Regions from separate parts of the Mus musculus genome. Here regions 1 and 2 are each linked to region 3. Evidence: chromatin contacts called from public Hi-C data. All regions are on one chromosome and are shown on one strand. Each heading gives the region's core, a stretch centred on a gene start, on an enhancer-like site or on the middle of the called end of the contact. The rest is flanking DNA. Distances are from core to core; before and after follow the strand shown.

Region 1 (4,236 bases), core at 924-3,423, 220 kb after region 3:
GCCAGAGATGAACATATATGTGTGTGTGAACACACACACACACACACACACACACACACACACACCATGAGTACTATAATTTTTTGAGGGTAAAGGAAAATTGACAGTAAATGATATACAGTGCTTCTGTTATAAATCTCTAATTAGAAAGCAAATAAAAGATAGTTAAAAGTATTAGTATATTTTGTCATACTCCATTAAATGGGCAACTTTATCCATTGAAGCTATTCTGAATGCTTTCTTTTTTTCTGTTCTCTTTCAGGTGACATTACACAAAAGGGATATGAAAAGAAGAGGTCAAAATTAATTGGAGCCTACCTTCCCCAGCCTCCAAGTAAGTAAACCTTGAATAGCATTACTTGTCTAGTTTAAGAGATAATGGCCACATTTGGAAGACATTTTTCTCTCATTCTGGAATCTGCCTGAATAGGGCACATTTCACACCTGCACTCCACATAACCAACTTCTTTGTATAATTACTCATAGATTTTGTGAAAATTGAAGGCATATATGACCTTTTTTGTTTTGTTTTGTTTTTCTGTTTTTTTGTTTTTTATTTTTTGTTTTTCGAGACAGGGTTTCTCTGTGTAGTCCTCGCTGTCCTGGAACTCACTCTGTAGACCAGGCTGGCCTCGAACTCAGAAATCTGCCTGCCCCTGCCTCCTAAGTGCTGGGATTAAAGGCGTGTGCTACCACTGCCTGACCTGACTTTTCTATAATCATACCTAATATAATTGAATAGATATTTCATCTGTAGGTAGAGATATAGTGATTTCTTTGAAACACTATAATCATAAAAATAGGAGCATTTGTGGTTTAAACATGATTTTTTATTTGGTGAGTTAATTATTGCTATTATGATTTAAATTAATACAAAGTTCGAGATAACTAGAAAATGTTGTGATATCCTGACTCGGAGAGGGACAGTATGATTATAAAGGTTTGGTGTTTTTAGCTGTGCCAGTAAAATATGCACTACTGGCATTTGTGGAGTACAAAGTCCGCTTCCTGCCACTGTTGTCACATTTGTGACTTTGGAGAATTCCTGCACTTAAGCTGTATTGTACAGATTTTAAGAAAATGGCGATACATTGGCATTCCAGTGTAGATTCCTGTGTTAGCTCACTTCATGTAGAGGGTAATGTTGAGGGTTTTTTTGCTAGGCTTTAGAAATTGCTCAAAGTGAATGTGAGCAATATCCATCCTGAAGGTAAAAGGCCAGTAACACACATACTAAAGGCAAAAACGGAAACTGCGATTTCTGTGGGTGAAGGAAAACCTACAAAGCTTAAAGTGACTGTATATATAGCCCATTTCTGTTCTCCAGGCTATGATACCCCAGTATTATAGAACTGAGATGGCATTAAGACAGACAAAACTCTGTGGCTGCTGAACTTGAGATCAACAGTGTGCTGTGTTTGTAGTTCTGCGATTTTGGTTTTTGCTTGTGTCTTTTTATGTGATTTTTAAGGAAGTTCATGTAAAAGTGGTCCTGTGTGTGTTAGGGATTGAAGTCCTGTGGTCTGGCTTGTGGAGGGAAGGAGCATGGTTTTATTTGGAAGAAGAAAAAGTAAATAGATTGGTAAAAGGCTTAAGGGAAAGTGTTGGGGGAAGGTATTTCTTTGCCATTGCCTCCCCTTGCTGTGATTATCATAAAGGTCCAGTCACTTGCTGATGTTTATGGGTGTCTGCCCTGTTTTTGAGGAAGACTGACTGCTTGGCCAATCGGGGTCTTTGCTGATGTTGTTGGATGTTGATTTGTTTGCCATACCAAACCCAAGTGAAGCTAGGGCAGTTACTGGCTTACCTGTAATATTTCTGACGCCTTCACTGGTCAGGCACTGGCTGGGACAGAGGGTGTCTGCACCGATTGAAGCCCTTGGTGGTCTGTGTGCTGTTTCTGCATGGGGTCGGCAGCTCTGCTCAGCGCTGTAACAAATTTAAAAAAAACTAAAGTCTGAATTAATTAGTTTTTTTTCAACTTGTTACAGCAGCGAATGGAGCTGCCGTGGTTCGGTGTAGACTGCAGCCCGGTGAAGGCGTGCCGAGGAGACCCTTCCGCTCTGCCCACATCGGGGTGTGCGACATCCGAGAAGCTGCGGCCCGGGAGCGGGCGGCCAGTGCAGCGGGGAACCGGCCTCTGTTTTACTTTCGTTTCGGTGAGCCCTGCATCCCTGAGAGAGACCAGCCCTTGGGCAAAGGACGCTTTTGGAAGTCTTTTTCCCCCCAAGTATAGGGCTCACAGTGAAGGAGATAGAGGTTAGGTCCTGAAAGAGAATACCTGCCTTGGTCCTTAAGCTCAGAATTTTCGTGTATGAATGGTGACTGTCCCAGAATTAGGTTCCTTTCAACATTTCCTGTTAACTTACAGTGTTCTGTATGTAATTCATGGTCATCTGACTCTTCCAGTGTGAAGACCTTAAGAAAGGATGCATGTCCAATGATAAGATTCCCCCTCCCCCCTTAACGTAGCACTGTTGTCTTCAAGCCAGATTTCCTAGGCAAAGAATGAGTAGTTATATCTTGATCCCTGAGATGTGATAAAGGGAAAGACGTTGAGACTTACATAGTTTCCTACTTCTGTCACCAAGGACCAAGATGTTAGGTTTCTTCAACAGAAAGACCAAAGTGATCTTCAAGTAGGTGGTTTCAAGGTCAGGGTCCCTCTGAAAGGTCAGACTTATTTAGAACCGTGATTTAATACTTAGGAAATTCAAGGAGATGATAACTTAATGTACTTTTTAGTAGCGTAAGTACATTTAAAATGGGAGCTATGTATTTGTAAACTGGATTTATAGGAGCATGTTCTGGGTTTTACCTCTGATAGAATGCATTGTTTTAAAATAACATGTTGTGGCGTATAGCTCAGTGCTAGAGCACTTGTCAAGTGTGTGAGATGTCCTGGTTTGATCCCTAGCACAACAAACAATTTACATAAAAATATTGAAAGGAGCTTCAATATTTAGAAGTGGACATCTCAACTGTCTCCCAGCTTTGCCCTCGTTTGTCTGCCCAGTGACCTTGTTGACAATTACCATATCTTGTTGAAATGGGCAGAGAATTAAAGAGTGTGTGACAGAGTTGAATGATAGTTGTAGATTGTGTTTGAGAATATCTATGGAAATGTGATAAAAACTGACTGCAGAAATGTGTTTTAAATTGTGTTGTCTGCTTTATCCTCCTGCCTTTCCACAAACATGAGCACCATCCAGTCCTGTGATGTGCATAAGCATGTCATATTTTAGAATGGAGGATTTGTTCCTGTGTTACTATTCTATTGCTGTGAAGAAACCCAAGCCAAAGCAACTCTTTTAAAAGAAAGTAATTAGGGGCTTGCTTACAGATTTAGAGAATTAGTCTGTGATCATCATGATAGGGAGCAGACAGGCATGGTCCTGGAGCACTAGCTGAAAGCTTTGCATCCTGGTGCAGGCAGAGAAGTGGGTAGAAGTCGAGCAGGAGGAGCCTGGCATGAGATTTAGAAACCTTAGAGCGCCACTCTTTGTGACCTCCTCCTCCAGCAAGGTCACACCTCCCAATCCTTCCTAGAACAGTGCATGTCCTAGCTTATGCCTCTGCTGACCATACGTTCAAATATGTGCGAGTATGGGAGCTAGTCTCATTCAAACTAGCACATTTCCTAGCAAACGCACTTATAGATGACTTCCTTCTGAAAAGTTGCTGCTACATGAACTCTCATTCATCAGCAGGGCCTGGGAAGGTAGTGAAGAAAGCAGGTGTTTCTAAAATACGCATGAAGATGACCTTTCCATTCTGTTTTTTAAAAAAAGACTTATTTTTTATATACAGTGTTCTATCTACATGTATGTCTTCATGCCAGAAGAGAGCACCAGATCTCATAATAGATAGTTATGAGCCACTATGTGATTGCTGGAAATTGAACTCTTGACCTCTGGAAGAGCAACCAGCACTTTTAACCTCTGAGCCATCTCTCTAGCCCAGGGAACTCTTCTTTGACCAGCCCACCTGGGAAGTCTTTCCTCTTCTATCTTTGTGCTAGTGTTTACTGTAGGGAGCTTATAGTTGAACAAACCTTTTTATTTGCCAGATAAAATGTTAAGATTTCTGTAGGAAGTATTCCAGAAATATTTCTGGTATGTATGGGGCATATGGTTATGAGTTAGACTGCCATAGGGTGAGGTTAGGATCCTGGAGGTACAGTTGTCAGGGTGTGGCTTCTTTCTGATGGGAATACTCAGGATACAGTATCTTCTA
Region 2 (4,402 bases), core at 52-2,551, 150 kb after region 3:
CTATGTGCCCCAGCTTGGTTTCCTGGGTGCAACTCCAACCTTTAGGTACTGTGATGGTCTGTTTTCAGCATTCGTAGCTTCTAGTTACCTGCCTCTTGAGATATTTTGAAGATTTATTGAATTGTTTAGGATGGTCCCACTATATACTATGAGAAAAAAAAATTCTATGTACTGGGATAAAAGATCAAATCCGGCAGGAGTTTACTCTTAATGCTGTAAAGATATGTCACTTAATTTCTGCTTGCTATATTAACTATGAAAAGACTGTCCCAGCTGGGCCTCAGCGTTTGGAAGCAGAGGTTATTGGAATATTTAATATAATATCGACATACATTTAGGAATACTATAAGAGAACCAAAATCCAAAAGTAAAACACTAAAACCATGTTGACTAAAAAGGTAAATATGAACATTTAGTATTTCTGGGAACTTCCTAATAGCATGCATAGATGTTAACTGTTGCTGAAAATTGGAAGAAGATAAAGAATTATGAAAGATGAGCAAGCATAGTGCTATCCACACAGCACAGTATGGACCACAGTAGAAAAGATTGTAGCTAGTGGCTAAGTTGTAAAGTATTGTATTTTGGGAAAACCCTATAAAATGACAAAAATCCATAATCAATTCAGGGAGTAAAAGTGGTGTCTTTTCACTGTGAAAAGGCAATCCAATAAATTCAATGTTTTTGCTTTACCATGGAGGAATTTTTTTTCCACAAGAAAGTAGAGATAATTTAATCATAGGGGTATTTGTATACAATCTTTGTGAGATTCTTGCAAATAAAGCATAGTGTATAATACAGACCATGATGCGTATGTGGTAAGTGAGCTGTCAGATGGTTTTCTGTTGTCCAGGTGAAAGACTCCAAGTACAGGGGTATCAGTTGTAATTTGTGAGCATCTGATGGTGTTGGGCAGTTTCTTAAGATCCTACAAAAGGGCTCATGTCCTCTCGGTTGAAGAGGAGTAGGAGATGTCTAGGTCCAGTTACAAGTGAGAAAGCTCTTCTTAGAAGATCAGCTCTGACACAGAACATTGGGGAGTTGCTGCTATATTCCAGAAGGCTTTTTATTAATCACTAGTGTTTTCTTCCTTGGCTGCATCTCCTGTGGGTCCTGTGGGGAATAACATCACCATGTTTCCTCTGGCCTCCTGCTTTGTCCTCTCTTGTTGCAGTAAAGGTTTTGTTTGTTTTGGTGAAAGATTCCTTACTCAATATCTGGTAATAGGATGACTTATTCTTGAGCCTACAGTGAGAGGAGTCTGTCCTGAGCACTAAGATCCCTGGTATTGGACAGATCTTCAGGACTTCCAAGGGGAAGAAAGGATCTTACCCCTCTCTTGCATTTTAGGAGTGCAGAGGAACCACATGATCTCATTCCGTTAATCCGTCTTTGTTAAAAGTTGTGAGAAAGATTTTAAGTTATTTTATGACAATTTACAGTTCTAAGCATGGTACATTTTATATAAACATCATGAAAAATGTGGTAATTTAATATTTGACAACGCAAACTAAAAGATTCTTTGTCACTAGAAAAATGTTATTCTCTCAATGACATGTCTGCTTTACCACAAGTGGAAATAAGTAGCTTTCACTTTCTCTTTAAGCTCTTTGCAATTAACCCTTTGAGGTCCTCTTGCTTTAAACATTGTGTTACACTACACACCATACATATGTACTCAGCCTCTAAACAGTCTGATGTGCCCCTATCAACTACAAAGCTTCCACAATCTAGTTACCAGAAACAAACAAGGACACTTACAAGGCTGTGTTGGGCTGTGTTTGTAGCTTTCCTCAGAGTCTCTGCATTGTAGGAAACCCTCTCTGACTATGCTCCCTAGACCCTTGATCTCTGTGATGAGTAGAGTTCAAGTGAAGAAAAGCTTTCCTAGCTTTGTTGATTGAACTTGAACCCCAGCTCATGTAAAATGTAAAATGATGCCTGGTTTATTGAGCCATGTTAGCTAAGCACTGTATGCAGTCTAGCTGGCAAAAGCTGGTACAACTATTACTCAGAGTCAGATCTAAAATGCATTAACATGAAAGGGAGGGAAATGGCTTTTAGAACATCATCAGTCAAATACAGATGTGGGCTTGCTTCTCATGGCCATTTACATCACAGCCATGGCCCCACATGATAGGTCTAATTAGATTAGAGCATCACAGCAGTATCGGTAGAATGGGTGTTCTCTAGTATTTTTGCCCATTTCATACAGACTTGGTCAAACCTGGGCTGGAGGTTATTTTGCCATGCTTTTTAAAAGTTAGATTTAAAGTAGACCAAATAGAAGCATACTTTATATATCAGAATTCTGAAATACTTAATATGTCCAAGTACTAAAGGAGAACTTTCCCTCTGTTTCCAAAGCAAAGGCATAAACAACCTTTTACTTGGCAGGGGCTTTACTATGCTTCTAAAAAACCAGCAAGCACTGTTCTTAAAATAGGCCCATCTGTTTCATTGCATAGATCCTATTAAAAGCCTAGCTAAATTTTCTATCATGATGAGACAGATTGTATAATTTTTTCCCATAGTGTAACTTCGTGATGATTTTATCTTAAGTATCATATAGAAAATATGAAGAATAATAAATCTCCTGAATTTCTCTTAGCTCTTGGTTTTCGTTCACAAACACAAATTTCAAGTTGTTTTCTTTTTGTTTTGTTTTGTTTTTTCTGTTGCTAAGACAAAATCCTCGGGTAAAAGCAGTTTCAGAATGGGTTTATTTTGGCTTACAGTTTCAGGGGGATACAGTGCATAATAGTGGAAGACATTTTGAAGGAGCAGGAGGCTGTGTGGTCACATTGTATCTGCACTCAGGAAGCTCAGAGCAATGAATACATGCTATTGCTCAGTCCCCCTCTATTTCCAAAGTCCAGGACTCCAGCCAGGTGATGGTACCATGCCTAGTAGGTGGGTCTTCCCGCTTAATTAACAAAATCAAGGTAATTCTCCTAAGACATAAGTAAACCATGAGTGGCTGTAGTAGAGGTAGTGAAGATTAGAGTCCTCTGACCACTTATGCTGTGATTGCTGTGATTGCCATCTGTAGTAGATGAGTGGTTGCCAGATGTTACTCTAGAGCCCTTGAGACTGCTCTTCTGACTCCATGTCCTCATATCTTGGGCACATGAATAGGTCCTGGAGCCTGTCTGTCTCCTAGGGTGTGGCTTCTTTGATTTTCAACTGTAACCTTTGTTTAGCATTTCATGTGTCCACAGGACTCCACAGTATTGTGACCTCTGGGAGTTTCCTGGCTGGGATACAGGGCTCTTTCAGGAAATTTGGAACAAAAGGTGTCTTGAGCAAGGTTTAGACAGTAGTATCAGTCCATCAAATTCATTTTCATACTGTGAATCACATAATTTAAGGAAGAAAAGGTTAATTTTACTTGGAATATGCTTGGTAAAGCAGTGAAAGTACCAGTTTTCTAAATCTCACCACAGGAGCATGCTTTAAGACTTGGAGTGAGAACCAGATACTGAGGTCTGACAGTTACCTCATAAAAGTATGCGTGTATTTTGCTCATGGGCTGAACTTTCTGAGCCACATTTTCCATGGAACTGCCTCTCATTTAAAAGAATGAATTCCATGCTCTGGTTTTTGGTTGTATACATTTATATATGTCTTCTGAGAAATTAAAAGATTGACTCCTTCACATTACTTTCTTCACAATAATAGATACTTGATCTTTGAAATGAATACGAAAAATTTCAGAACTATTATACCCAGTAATGATGATGTGATTAATAGTGAAACTGTATATCTGTAATTTCTGATGTTATAGGACAAACTGTCAACATTGGAAGCCATGCAGACCAGGGTTATCTAAATGACTGGTATGTGCTTAGAGATCATGTGCCAGCAAAAGAACCATTTAAAGTTCAAGATGCACAATAGATTTGAAAGGAATTAAGTCTGGAAGGTTGTTGATGAGATTGCAGATTCCGTAATCCAAATTCCAAATAACCTTTAGGGGAATGTCATTTTTTTATATTTACATAGCAGAAAAAAAGTACCTGAGTCATCTGGAAGGAAATTCTTACTTGGTTTTGAACTGTGAATCAATGTGAGGCCAGAATCTCGTCATAAACTCAGAAAGCTGCTGTGCTATGGCCTGAGTGTGTAGTGGATGTGAGAACTTTGTTGTCTTACTAGGAAACAAGATGTAAGATGTTATTAGACGCGTTCTCACGACCGGCCAGGAAGAACACCACAGACCAGAATCTTCTGCGGCAAAGCTTTATTTCTTACATCTTCAGGAGCAAGCGTGTAAGAAGCAAGAGAGCAAGAAGCAAGAGAGCGAAAAAACGAAACCCCGTCCCTCTTAAGGAGCATTCTCCTTCGCCTCGGACGTGTCACTCCCTGATTGGCTGCAGCCCATCGGCCGAGTTGACGTCAC
Region 3 (4,463 bases), core at 452-2,951:
TGCTAATCAGTAAGTTTCTTCTTTGTTGGCTGTCTTGCTTGGTACTGGAAGGTGCTATGCAGGCTGTGGATGTGTGTGTTTAACAGTTTTAACCATCTATGAACCCTGCAATAATAACCTGAATGATATTAATACTATGTGTGAAGATCAAGGTCATATGCTTTCACAACTGCTGTCTGATTGGATTTCAGACCTGCCTCACAGGAGGAAACATATGCCTGGTACTGCAAATCTGGCTGGGGAGATCATAGGTAGGAGTGAACCTAACCTACTATTACTACTCCGCTAAAGGGACGAGGCATCAAACTGCCCTCTAAATTTGTATTTCTCTACCCACAGACTAGTGCAGACTTCCGACCTCATCAGAGGAATTTCTTTGTGTAGTGGTTGACACAGAAACTCACAACTGATCAAAGTGGAGAGAATAGATGTCAGTAGAGTGCTCAGTCACAAATAGGGCGTCTGTATCATAACCCCACACCCGAAGCTCAGAGACCATCACAGAAGACGGAGTAGAAAGATTGTAATAGTCAGAGGTTGAGGAAAACTGGGAACAAAACTGTCTTCTGGACACGACAATACCTCTGGACTCACAAACTCACAGAAGCTATGGTTGCCAGCACAGGATGAAGGCAGTTAACATTCTAGCATGCCATAGCAAAGGGCTAATGAGCTCCTATCCCTATGGCCAGTTGATGGCTTCTCGGGGAGGGAGAGTCAGTTTTTTATTATTTTTTTCCATAAGGATGTGCCTCCTGTGAGATCAGCCATCCTGAAATATTTGAGCAGAACAAATTGGAGTCCATAGGTTATTGAATAATAATAATAATAATAATAATAGACATAAAATTGGGATAGTAGAGAGGTGGGGATGACTCTGGGAGGAGCTAAGGGATACATTGTAGGAGATTCTCAAAGAGTTAATAAAATGCTTTAAGAAGCAGGTGGATGTTTAATGTTAGGAGATGCTGTTTTTACTTTGGTTTTGTGGTGTTTGGGGCTTCAGGGGCAGCTAGGTGAGATTACTCTGGAGACAGCTGGCCATGCGAGAATGCCCCCAAATAGTCAGACTCCGTATCAGCCATTCAGAATAGACATTGATACCATCACAGGCGATGACCAAAGGGAAAAAAATTCACAAGAGGTAGAAGAAAAGCAGGGGATGATATTGTAGGATGTGAGGGAGAAGACACTTGCTGAAGACTCCTTAGGCTGGACAGTGTGTGACAGACCCAACCTACCTTGATTTATTTCCACGGATGGGAAAAATGAAGTCTAGACAAAACATTGTGTGTTTCAAGGTCATATAGTAGTCTGTTCTAGATCCATGCTTTTAAACTTCAAACCTAGGACTCAATCTATGTCTCATGCTGTTTTGTTTTTTTTTTTTAATTATTTTTTCCTCTTAAAAGTATTTTAAAAAAATCAGCCCTCGATGATCCAGAACATTTGAAGTTTTAACAAGCAGGCTAGGGTGTGCTTCCGAATGCCTTCTTTATTTTTCTCCTTGAGTCTTGAGGAGCCTAACTAAGCCTCAGGGTTGGGAAGACCCCCTCCTAAGGCCAAATGCACCACTGTCCCACGAGCGCGCTCTCGAAGTACTCGCTGGAGGCCCCGCCCCCCTGAGCGCGCGCCGCCGTGGCACGTCCGCGCGCTCCCACCCTCCGCGCGCGCCTTCTTGTTGCCCGGTGCGCGCGCAGCGGCGCTCGCTCCCGCCGGGGCAGGGCGGCCGCGGAGCAGCTCGAGAGCCCTGTGGCCGTGACCGCGGGCGGGCCCGTGATCCGGTGCCGGCCGAGCGGGGCCGGAGCCCGCGGCTGGGGGAGGCGCGCAGAGAGCCGGGCGCGAGGCCACCGCCAGGGTCGGGGCCGCGCTGAGGAGGCTGAGGAGACTGACGAGGCACTGAGGAGGCGCTGAGGAGACGCTGAGGAGGCTGACGAGGCGCTGAGGAGACTGAGGAGGCGCTGAGGAGACTGACGAGGCTGAGGAGGCTAAGGAGAAAATCCCCGCGCGCCTGCCCGCCGCCGCCCGGCCTCCCGCTCCCGCCCGCCCGCCGCCGCCTCCTCAGTGCGGCTCCTCCGGGTTCGAGTGGCGGCCGCTGAGGAGCCCTCCGTCGGCGAACAAAGAGGAGGCCGGCAGGGCGGAGGCGTCTGCGGCGAGCATGGCGGACCGCAGCCTGGAAGGCATGGCTCTCCCGTTGGAGGTGAGGGCCCGGCTGGCCGAGCTGGAGCTGGAGCTGTCGGAAGGTAACAGCAACCCCCCTTAGCCCCGCGCCCGGGCCGGGCCGGGACACCGCTTCTCTGGAGCGCGCTCGGGGCCCCGCGGGCCGGGCCGTGCTGTCACTCCGGGGAGGGCGCGCGCCGGGCCTCGGGGTGGCGGGGCCCCGGCCCTGACCCTGGCCCGGGCCCCGTGTGGTGGCCCCGGGGAGGGTGCATGTGTGTGCATGTGCTTGTGTGCGCGCGTGCTTGTGTGTGTGTGTGTGTGTGTGTGTGTGTGTAGTGTGTGTGCGTGTGTATGTGTGTGTGTGCACGCGCGCGCGTGTGCGTGCCGCGGCCCCCGCCCTCCAGGCTCAACTGGCACGGTGCAGCCGCGATGCCCCCTGCGCGCTGCGGCTGGGCCCGGGGCTCCCGGCTACGAAGCAAGATGGAGCAACCTTTAGGGCTGCGGGGGAAATGGCCTTGGTGGGGATGTGCGCTCTTCCCTAATGGAGAGGCGCTGCGTCCTTGATGCAGCTGCAGTACCACCACCACCACCACCACCACCACCACCACCATCATCACCACCACCACATGCACCAGCAGCACCACCAGCACCAGCACAGCACATGCTTCCACGCTCCCTGCTTGGGGACGGCCTCTGAATGGCCTGATTTTAATGCGAAACTTGTCAGTGGACTTCGGGATTGGATCCCCCTGAGGCTGCAGGCACACGGTCCTGTCAGCGGGAGGAAGATAGTAGTACTATTGTTCCGGCGTGTTTGTGACGAGCTGGTTGAGTTAGAGCCCTAAAACCTCCCCCCTCAGGCCAGGTTGGATGCCTCCTTCCCATCGTGCCGGATAGAGACATTGAGACTTTGCGGCTGCTCTGCTGTGATTTCACGGAGTGTTATATACGCTTTCGTCTTTGCTCTTCATGGTGGACATCATGTGCTCAACTGTCATAAGTTTCAGCTTGGGTTTTGTAGGTTCTTTTTTCCTTTTTCCTCCACTAAAGTTCCAAAATGTGTCTAGTAATAAATATTTAGCGGTCATCCCACTCATTGAGAAGACTACAGCTTAGTGGTGTGGAAATGGCCTGTCGTCTCTCTTGAGTTAATATTTGGAGCAGTTTAGCATGGTAAACTTTTTTTTTTTTTGGTAACGATTTGTGAGGGCCAGCAGCCAGAACGTAAATTCATTCGTGCCAGTTTTCATCATGGGGAGGAGCTGACGTTGACTTTACGTTTTCCCTTTTAACACTTGCAGGGTGGAGAGTAAACCAGGTGGCTGTAAGTGTTGCTTCTGTTATCAGATTCTCATAGATTAGACATTTTCTTTATCCCGAATTTGGGGTTCTCCAAGGTGTTTTGGAAGCAGTCCCTGGGAAGCTCCAATGGAGGAAAAGATAATGTGTCCCAGACTGTGCTTCCTGCCTCAGTTCTGACCATCTAGAGATAAGAGAGAGCATCACCCTTCCACAGGCAGAAAGGGCAGGGCTGAATTCTTTAGATTTAAACTGGAAGATGAGGTATGCAGTGTGGACAGTGTATTTCTAGTAAGTAACTATAAAGAAACATTTGTGTTTTGTTAGACTTGAGATAGACTGTCTTCTTCAGCTTACCAGCGCTGTTTTATCGTCTGCATCCTGTATTGAAAGCACCCCTTCCCATTCATGTTCTCACTCAAAGCAAGCACCTCTGCTATCTGCACTATGTTAATGTGATGTGTCTCTGCCCACCCATACTTGAAAAGTGAGAAGCCATCTGAACCTGCATTGAGCCCTTTCCGCAGGGTCTGAATCTCCCTGCCTACTAGGAAGTCAATTCACATTTACTCTCAAAGCCTCACATAATGCCTGGAGCCACATATCCTGCTCTCCTCTTGTTGAGAGTAGCTGTCTGTTTTGTTTTTAGGTAACAGCGGTCACCTGTCATGATCGATCACTCTTGAAGAGTGAGTGTTGCCCAGAGAAGTATGGAAAACCACTTTAGATGAGGTGTACTTAGCTTAACTCCCTGTGAGCACCTTGTGTCTGTATAGAACTTAGAGGACTCAATGAGTTTCTTGGTGAATGGGTGGGCTTAGAGAAGTGTGTACATATATTTGTATTCAGGAAGTCCTTTTCTATTTTCTTTTTCTATATGAGCTATGTTGAGACCTGACCTAAACTTTTAAGAATTACAAAAAGAATAGAATAGAAAAGAAAAGAAAAGAAAAGAAGAAAAGAAAAAAAAAAGCCTTTTGTCACTGTGTTCAGCTTCTGCTACT

The links. Hi-C and Micro-C count contacts between places; a contact is called where the count stands out from the background.
Region 1: a contact with region 3 is called in a Hi-C map of the N1E-115 cell line, with 5 times the contacts expected there. The contact joins the enhancer-like site here to the promoter of Dip2c in region 3. A contact is called at or near these places in 2 of 39 promoter capture datasets (hippocampal neurons and neural stem cells), 1 of 15 datasets of contacts at CTCF or cohesin (the NIH/3T3 cell line), 3 of 484 Hi-C or Micro-C datasets (the N1E-115 cell line, bone marrow-derived macrophages and nephron progenitors), 9 of 115 datasets of contacts at active chromatin or transcription factors (bone marrow-derived macrophages, cardiomyocytes, embryonic forebrain and 5 more) and 1 of 9 other capture datasets (liver).
Region 2: a contact with region 3 is called in a Hi-C map of uterus, with 2.4 times the contacts expected there. The contact joins the enhancer-like site here to the promoter of Dip2c in region 3. A contact is called at or near these places in 2 of 39 promoter capture datasets (hippocampal neurons and neural stem cells), 1 of 15 datasets of contacts at CTCF or cohesin (pro-B cells), 5 of 484 Hi-C or Micro-C datasets (B cells, cortical neurons, nephron progenitors and 1 more), 4 of 115 datasets of contacts at active chromatin or transcription factors (cardiomyocytes, embryonic stem cells, large pre-B cells and 1 more) and 4 of 9 other capture datasets (adipose tissue, liver, macrophages and 1 more).

The regions. Positions count from the first base shown.
Region 1 is chr13:9,492,843-9,497,078 of GRCm38.p6, forward strand. It overlaps Dip2c (disco interacting protein 2 homolog C), which reads left to right. Exons shown (of 37, transcript NM_001081426.2): 2 at 263-334. Among named protein-coding and RNA genes, the nearest start is that of Gm36423, 180 kb to the right of the region's middle. Within about 2 kb of position 2,174, at least 70 of the 459 cell types and tissues checked have an H3K27ac peak or open chromatin away from gene starts, as enhancers often do. A contact at or near this core is called in the N1E-115 cell line, bone marrow-derived macrophages, heart atrium and 1 more, where this site is marked.
Region 2 is chr13:9,428,485-9,432,886 of GRCm38.p6, forward strand. The region is part of intron 1 of Dip2c (disco interacting protein 2 homolog C); the gene reads left to right. Among named protein-coding and RNA genes, the nearest start is that of Dip2c, 150 kb to the left of the region's middle. Within about 2 kb of position 1,302, at least 52 of the 459 cell types and tissues checked have an H3K27ac peak or open chromatin away from gene starts, as enhancers often do. A contact at or near this core is called in adipose tissue, pro-B cells and uterus, where this site is marked.
Region 3 is chr13:9,274,824-9,279,286 of GRCm38.p6, forward strand. It overlaps Dip2c (disco interacting protein 2 homolog C), which reads left to right and starts at 1,702. Exons shown (of 37, transcript NM_001081426.2): 1 at 1,702-2,243. The coding sequence starts at 2,159.